2 separate regions of the Triticum aestivum genome follow, and region 1 is linked to region 2. Evidence: chromatin contacts called from public Hi-C data. All regions are on one chromosome and are shown on one strand. The core of a region is the stretch at or near the end of the contact, and the rest is flanking DNA. Distances in the headings are between cores, read along the strand shown.

Region 1 (4,296 bases), core at 823-3,322, 55 kb after region 2:
TTTCCATTCCCCTCGCACTCTCTTTTATAGCAGAGCGTGGTAGTGGGCTGGCTCCCCACCATCCTGAGGCAACCGCCCCACTCCTCCAATGCGGTTTATCTGCGTCACTGACGATGTCCAGATTCTTCGGCCGCCCCTCTGCGCCAATCCATGGCGCCAGACTTTCTGCCATGGCACTCATGCCTGCATCCTTGGTGTCAGTCACAAACCCTGTGCAATGCATGCAACACACGTGGCGGAAACGACATGCGTGGTGGGTAAGGTGAAATGGCGGTTACCCCCGGATCATGCGTAGACACTTCAATCAACTCCCCATGAACGTGGGTGTTCTCTGGCCCATTACATGGGTAGACCCACGTCGTTTGACGTTGCACGACTCGTGGGGAACCCGGGAATTGATTCAAATTCAGGTTAATGAAGAAGTAAAGAAGTAAAGAAGGTCAGGTTGTCAGCTTGTGCATTATTTGGGGCTTACCCCAACGATGCCCGACAACACGTGTGGGCCAGGCCCTGGGGCTCCTGTCAGGGCAACAAACATCCACGTTTGCTGACCGGACTCATGCACAGGCATGCTGACGATCATACATCCAACACCAATGCATGACATAAAGTTAAGCCAGAGAAGCCGCTCTTCGTGAGATCAAGGAGAGCATTAAGAAGACCGACTAGCAGAAGTCCACCTTGGGAAGGCCTCCCTTGCCGGGCAGGAGAGCCTGGCTAGGCCGAGACCGCACCTGAGGACAGGTCCAGATTCGCCCCGGCAGGGTTGCGGGGGCCGCCAAGACCAAACCCCGCCAAGCTCCCTTTCCGGGGAACCTTCACCGAGACGCCACCACTCCACCTCATCACACCCAATTCACTTATCAGTTCAGTGTCAAGGAACCAAGCAACCTGGTGGAACCTATTAGGTACGTGGCAGCATAAAAGAGAAGGGATTAGCTTTGTTGACACCCGTCCAGGAGGCGTGTCAAGTTGATAAGAAGAGGATAAGTGGCGCGACAGGCTTGCCGGGCTTCACCCTCAGCACGACACCTAGCACAATATTTAATGCACTTTTTCCTAACTGCCACAGTTAGGTATGATAGCATTGTGAGCTATCTAATCACACCCAAATGACTGTTTTGCCACTGTGGTCACCCCTTAACCTATAAAAGGAGGCCCGAGGCAACCTAGCAAGGGGTTCATACATTCGATCACACAACACTTGTACGCTCACGTCACTCTCCCCGAGGCAACCTTGCCGGTCCAGAGCGCGTCGAGCCTTCGTGTTCCCCCAGATCAATCCACCACCACAGCAGGAGTAGGGTTTTACGCTGCAAAGCGGCCCGAACCTGGGTAAAAAGAGAGAGTCCATCGCCATGCCGTGTTGTCCCCTTATGTTTCTGCTCTTTGTGTAACGTGGTCGTCCCCATGCCGAACCAAAAAGGGGCACCCATGCCCCATAGGTGATTGTGCTTCCACGCCGACACGTCAGTAGTCATTAGCGAGGAGTAGCCTTTTTTGTTTTCTGTTGTGGGCTACCTGGATCCTTCCTTCAAGAGTTGTAAGCCGCTATGTAGGGTGGGCATCTTTGTCCTTTCTTTCATAAAAGTTGTACGCCATTTTTGGGTGTGTTCTCGAAAAAATGATCTATGTGTGCTTCTAGTATGACTAAACTTGTTGCCAATAAAGCGAAGAGCATATCTGGAACGCCAAGAACTTTACAACTTGTCACACAACAACTAAGTTCGTCGCACAAAGATATCCATGTGCGCTTTTTAATGTGGCTAAACTTGCTGCCAATAAAGCGAGGAGCATATCTAGAAAGCCAAAAACTTTACAGCTTGTCACATAACAACTAATTTCATCGCACAAAGATATCCATGTGCGTGCCTTTTTGTATGTGCTAAACTTGCTGCCAATAAAGTGAAGAGCATATTAGAAAGCCAAACACTTTACAGATTGTCACATAACAACTAATTTCGTCGCATAAGGATATCCATATGCGCCTTTTTATACGTGCATATACTCCCTTCACCTATAAATCAGGGAACAGTTTGCTCACACATCACTCAATATCTATATCCTTCCATTGCTTATCCCTCGGCAATGGATGTGCCTTTGGCATCTAAAACCTTCCCCTCGCCCTCCCCTTCCAAGCGTGAACAATGCAACATTGATGGCCATAAGAGCTCATCGAAGCATGCAGATCTCAATCCACATGTTGATGATGTAAGTAGTGACTATCTTAACCATGATTTCCATTTTCTATTCCAACTTGGTGTTTCATATGCAGTAATATTATTTCTAGAAAGTTCTAGGAAAGGATTCTTTAGGGCAGCTTCGAGCATAATTAGAAGATTTTCCACAAGAGCATGCATTGAATTAAGTAGTATGTTATTAGCTATTTGTGCACCTCACTTGTATGGAAAAAGGACTAAAAGTTGATCATGCAATGCTATTTTTTTTAGTGCTCCATCTTACTCCCTCCGTTCCTAAATATAGGTCTTTGTAGAGATTTCAACAAGTGACTATATACGGAGCAAAATGAGTGAATCTACACTCTAAAATATGTCTATATACATCCGTATATGGTAGTTCATTTGAAATCTCTAAAAAGACTTGTATTTAGGAACGGAAGAAATATATATTAACTTTCTTCTAAAATTCTTGTTTTTATTTGTTTAGATACAGATGTATCTAATACTAAAACGTAACTAGATACATTACGTATCTTAGATAAATCTATGACAAAAGTTTTGGGAGGGGGAGAGTATGTACTAGCCCGTCAAGTAGCAAAAATCCAAGTGACAAGATAATTAAGAGAAAAAAAGGTTTACAAGTGATATGTCCAAAATCATCGTGGTCATGTCCTACCCAAGGAGATCATTCCAAAAGTGCCACCTGCTGACAATCCCACTCACTTTCTCTCCCTCTCACTCCCACGCAGCACTCTCTCTCTCTCCAAAAGAAAAATGGGAAAAAAACTGAAAATGGAAAGATCTTGCGAAAAGATTAGTTAAATTTACTCAGCCACACTGCACCACTGGGTGTCAGGCGTATCTCTCCCTTCCCCCTCGTGATCTCTCGCCACGGGAGCCCCGTGACTCGAGCTCGTCATCCACCTCAATGGCGATGGCCGCGGCCGCCTCCCCCTCCAAGATCCTGATCCCTCCGCACCGAGCCTCCGCCGCGACCGCTGCCGCGTCCACCTCCTGCGACTCCTTCCGCCTCCTCTGCGCGCCGCGAGGACGGCGCCAGCGCCCACGCGGGTTGGTCGCGCGTTCGGCTCCGCGGCGGCCCTTCTTCTTCTCCCCACGTGCCGTGTCAGACTCCAAGAGCTCCCAGACCTGTCTCGACCCCGACGCAAGCACGGTACGTCGCCTCGCCTCGCCTAGGTGCGCAAATGCGGCGCTTGCCGCCTAGTCTTGTCGCGCCGCCCTGATCCGTTGCGTCCGTATCTTTCCGGATGAGAATTTGATGCATGCGGGAAATTATTGCCTCGGTCATTTAGATACGCAAATGTGATTCACGCCTTGTGTTCTCATGTGGACATTTCTTAGAGATGATCAAAAAATACTACTCTACTTTGCTAGCGCATAGCAGGAGCTTTCTGGCGACTAATCATGTGGACATTTTCATTGGCTCCAATTGTTTATTTTTACTAGATTTCAGCAAATGTGGCAACTGTGGACGTTTGTTGAACAGTCCTACTTAATCAATGGGTGTGGGTGTGAGCCCCATAAGAAATTCATAAAGAAGATGTCATGATCCATGGCATGTGGCTCTTAAAGACTACTAGGCAATCAGATCAAGTTCTTGGATTTTTCTTTTTAACTCGTTCAATTTTCTTCTTTGAGTTCTGCTTCAGTACACCCCTTTAGAAAAGATTACGATTTCGGATGTGGTGGAGGTTAAAACTTGCCCTTTCATTTTAATTAAAAAGGGTAGTAGAGTCTATCCACGTGGTTCAAATCAATGGTGGTTGCCTCTCTTCCTCACAAACCGTTCTGACATCAACACAACTAAACAAAGTAATACAACCAGGCGAGTTTTAGGCGATGATAGATTGGGGTCTTCTGTGCTGATGGAAGACTCTAATTGATGTGAAAAAGTTATACACAACAGGAAGAACTTGGATCATGTCTCAGCTGCAATGCTGAATTGCTGATTGAGACATCTGACGTCCGATTAAACCCATATTCGAAAAAAAAAACTGAACATAAGTTTCAGCTTGATTGGTAAATAAAAGGTCAGAACTATTCACCAGCCAGCCGGCCATTATCTACAAAAGATTGCTAGATATTGTAGCTCCAA
Region 2 (4,635 bases), core at 617-3,116:
GAAGGTGTTTTACCGATACTTTTCAGTTTGGTTGCTCCATGATTAAATCTAATTGATTTCCTTTTCTTCTTCTCATTGAGGAATACATATACTTTTTTTTTGAAACAATCGAGGAATACATATACTGCCTCCGATCCAAATTAATTGACGCAGCTTTAGTACAAAGTTGTGCTAAAGTTGCGTCAATTAATTTGGATCGGAGGGAGTACTTTACTTTCAATGATGCCATGTGCAGTCTTAAGAAGCTGACATCTTTCTCTGCAGGGAGTTTCTGATCCTATTAAATGCTGTTGCGGACTGGAGTACAATGTAGAACTAGGCGGGGAGTCCATGGGTGTAAGATAAACTCAGATGCAGATGACCACAGGTTCAGTGCGTTTAAAGTATGTATATGCGCAGCTGCCGTAGGTACAGCTTGACAACTCCTTAGGCCGCTCTTGGGAGACCGGTTTATATTTTCCACCAGTATTAATCTACAAAGGGTATTTTCCTGTGCACACCTGAGATACAAGTGTAACGAAAACACGATTGTAAAATTCTGGATTTCTGCTTGGATCGCATCGTATTTAGCCCGTCAGCAACGTACAGCACAACAAGCCATTCTGAGATTCAGAAGCTTCAGCAGGGATAGCGCCAGATGCCACAGCGATGCGGACAATGACGGAGATGAATTCGCCACAGCCGTCGTCATAAACTTCACCGGTCATGGCGTGCTGCTCCAGTCTGTCGGCAGTCGGCAGTCACCACAGCCGTTGTCATAAAGTTCACTCAGGCAGTCACTGCGGACATTTCCACAGACCTTGCCAAGGTAGCTGCCGCCGCCACGGAACCCGCTCACAACTGCCACCAACGTTACCTCGGAGCCCACGCTCTTTGCCGGCCTGGTCAGGACCGCAGCCTGCTAGTTTGTTACCGCCTCAACCTGCTGGTCGGCGGGAACTCCAGCCGAGCATGGCAAGGCACGCGGCGTCGGCGCTAGGAACTCCCCAGGCCTTTAGTCCCTGACACTGGTGGCTCGTCCATTTCCTGTGCCTGGAGCCGTTCGCCCGGAGACCTGGGGAGAGAGTCAGAAAACGGGGAAAACAGATGTGATGAGAAGTGTATCCAATACCGGTCAAAACCGGGTGTAATCTCGAATACAGGTGCAAAATTTACGGACCAAAACGACCAACCGATCGTTAACCGGAACCCACCAGGTTTGTTTTTACGGGGGTGGATTTTACGGGCGTAATTGGCTCGAAAACAACTATTCAATCGGGGCCTTAAGGGCGAACCAATCTGTGGTTGGATGGTTAGAGGGATTGTGGTATCCCCTGATGGGCTGCATGATATGCCGGCTCAGTCTTTCGGGGACGCTCATAGGGGTAGGGTATGCGTGTGTGCGTTTATAGGGACCGAGTGTATGCGCGTGTATATGAGCGCTTGTGTCTGTACTGATGTTAAAAAATATATGGCAAGAAATTATACAAAGGCGCAGAGACGTGCATCTTTTACAGGTGTATTAGAAAGAAATACGATAATCCAAATTTAAACAAATAAAGAGGCTGCCCAACTCGTCTCCAAGATGCTCCCTTGATTTCTAGTATTCGTGTCCGTTGGATCCTGGTCAAGGTGGTTTTTTTCCGTTGCTTGCCGTTGGATCCTAGTCAACATGGTATTTTTTTTGTTGCTTGCCGTTGGATCGCCACTGTGATTCAACGTCTGCCGTTTTCACCGTGCGGTCATTTTGGAGCGGCCAATGACCTGTGGGCTCGGGCGGGATCTGATAGGCTGGGTGGCCGTTTTTTGGGTGCACACGCAGCTAAATCTGATGTGCCGTGTGGGTGCGCTTTTCCCATGTCGTGCGTCGCAGGGGAGTCGTGGAAGGTTAGCCGACACATGTGCACCTGGCTTTTGCGCCCGCGCTTGTGCTGTCCTGATGAGGGTGGGTCAGTGCTGCTCCTGGTCCTGCTCATTAATACGTCTCCATCGTATCTACTTTTTCAAACTCTTTTGCCCTTGTTTTGGACTCTAATTTGCATGATTTGAATGAAACTAATCCGGACTGACGATGTTTTCAGCAGAATTGTCACGGTATTATTTTTATGTAGAAATAAAAGTTTTCGGATTGACCTAAAAATTTACGGAGAATATTTTCGAAATATATAAAAAATACTGGCAGAAAAAGATACCAGAGGGGGCCACCCAGGGGCCACAAGCCCGGGGGGCGCGCCCCCTGGCTTGTGGGCACCCTGGACCGACTACAACCCTAACTCCAACTCCATATATACCTATCCTCAGAGAAAAAAATTAGAGAGAAGGATTCATCGCGTTTTACGATACGAAGCCGCCGTCACCTCCTGTTCTTCATCGGGTGGGCTGATCTGGAGTCCGTTCGGGGTCCCGGAGGGTGCATTTTGTAGCCATCATCCTCATCATCAACCTTCCTCCATCACCAATTTCATGGTGCTAATCGCCAGGAGTGAGTAATTCCATCGTAGCCTTGCTGAACGGTGATGGGTTGGATGAGATTTATCATGTAATCGAGTTAGTTTTGTTAGGGTTTGATAGAGGCGAGGGTGTCCCGATCTTTCGATGAGATGATAACTATCGATTTGGTGGAGCCGACTTTGATGATCCGACTACAAACATGCACGACGTTGCGCATTAGCAATCGCTAAACCAACTTCGAGAGGTTATTGACCACGCCGGAGCACGATCAACCTGACCACGAAGGTCTATTCCTGCAAGCAATCGAAGAACAAGCAAGAATATGATTAAGCAATCTGAATATTGCGAATATGGATGAAGTATTGGTAAAAGTGGGGTTTCATAAGCGGTCTTGGTCTGGTCGTTGGACACAAACGAAGTACACGAAGTTGCAGCGATGGCTAACTTTTAACTAAATAAAACCCAATGAAAAAGCTACTAGATGGATCTACTTATACGGGAGCAAGGGGTGGCGGCCAAGGAGGTGGGAGAACGTCCCAAGGCAGCCTAAAACCAACCCTAGGTCGTACAAGGCTCATGGGCCCAAGTGGAGGTGATGCAACACCTTTGGACTTGTTGTTTGACTCGGATTCTGCTGCAGCGTCAGATTGTTTCGTCGATATCTCAATGCTCCGGACGAATTTGAAGGTGAATCCAATTGGGCTGGAAAGAGCACAAAATCTAGATTCCAATAAAAAAAAGAATCATCCAATTCGGAGTCCGTATGAAAAAATTGTTGGCGTTTTGAGTTAGGTATGTCTGTGCAGTCCGAATCTGAATCCAGAACATGAGAGACTTGGACTCTATCTTCTCTTGGTCCAAAAGTGACATGAGAGAACTTTTTGAACAGCAAGTAAACATCTCTTTCTCCCTTATCTTCATATGTGGATTGTACAAATGTCCCATACACCTGCAATTAGGCAAAACACAAAAGTGCGTGAAGTATTTTTGTTTTGGATAACATAAATAGATTATTGAATAGTTTGCACTAGAAATCACTTGACAAATATGCATGTATGCAATATTTTTGATCGTATCCAAGGTAGTCATGTCCTCATCATTCTCCCCTTCCTGAAAACAAAGCCGCCCTCGGCGTTGCTTAATCTGAAATGTGGCTAACAAAAGAGACAAGGTATACATGTTGTATATGTATATGTCATCCATTTTTACTTCCCTTGATTTTTGCACATATGACACATGTATACATGAGTAACTTTCATAGATCATAAAATATAAAGCCAAAATATTATAATAAATAGAAGACATGAAAATATTGCAACTCAGTTTGCACATATAAGTGAAGCTCTTATTCCTATCAAAAGATTGACAATATTCATCATTAAACCATCCCAACATTGGTGAATAAACCTTACTTGCATCAAATTTACATGCTACAACATGCTTAAATAAGCAAACATGCAGTAAGTCATTGGACACAGAATCATCATCAAGATTAGAGGTCATATCAAAATGATTAAACATTGATTCTTTTGCATCAATAGTTAATTCAATGGGTGCACTCAAAATTGTTGGTATTTCAGTTATTTGATCACATGGCGAAGTCAAATTATCAACATAGTCCTCTAAAATAGGTGGCGTGATCAAAGTAGTGGGTAGCTCAACACATGATGTATTCAAGTTAACTAGGCATGCATCATTCTCATGTGAAAGTGGAAAATCTGTACCTTTGTCATTACCTCTTATAATCAACTCAGATGATGCAGGCACTCTCGATGGTGATGTGTCACATGGTGGAGATGACGTAGTCCTCGCAACAACGGATGTGGTTGTCATAGTACGCCTAGTAGTTGAATAAACATCTGTATCAACAGTTGAAATGTGCATCGTGTGCTTGTTCTCCTTGTGGGCAACACGTCGTTTTATTTTCTGTTCAGCTTTGCAAGCAAGACGAAACAAATGGTCCATAGGATAACACTCTTCATGAATTAGTATCTCCTGAATATCATGGTTTAATCCTCCCCAAAATCTATCCATAAAATCTTTTTCACTTTCTTCTAAAAATGAGTGCAACAAGGTAGTTTGTAAATCATCATAATATTTTGTTACGGTGTCACTACCTTGTTTTAAATGTTCTAATTTTTTAATCATGCCACGAGTATAATAAACATCGATGAATCTATCTCTCATGACATGTTTTAAATCATC

The links. A called contact is a pair of places that touch in the nucleus more often than the background predicts.
Region 1: a contact with region 2 is called in a Hi-C map of leaf, with 4 times the contacts expected there. The contact joins the promoter of LOC543299 here to the enhancer-like site in region 2. A contact is called at or near these places in 2 of 5 Hi-C or Micro-C datasets (both in leaf).

The regions. Positions count from the first base shown.
Region 1 is chr7B:307,145,715-307,150,010 of IWGSC CS RefSeq v2.1, forward strand. It overlaps LOC543299 (glucose-1-phosphate adenylyltransferase small subunit, chloroplastic/amyloplastic), which reads left to right and starts at 2,073. Exons shown (of 10, transcript NM_001405779.1): 1 at 2,073-2,211. The coding sequence starts at 2,089.
Region 2 is chr7B:307,090,690-307,095,324 of IWGSC CS RefSeq v2.1, forward strand. LOC123160350 reads left to right here. Exons shown (of 12, transcript XM_044578161.1): 11 at 1-4; 12 at 265-551. The coding sequence ends at 2. Among protein-coding and RNA genes, the nearest start is that of LOC123160350, 46 kb to the left of the region's middle. Within about 2 kb of position 1,867, at least 6 of the 8 cell types and tissues checked have an H3K27ac peak or open chromatin away from gene starts, as enhancers often do. A contact at or near this core is called in leaf, where this site is marked.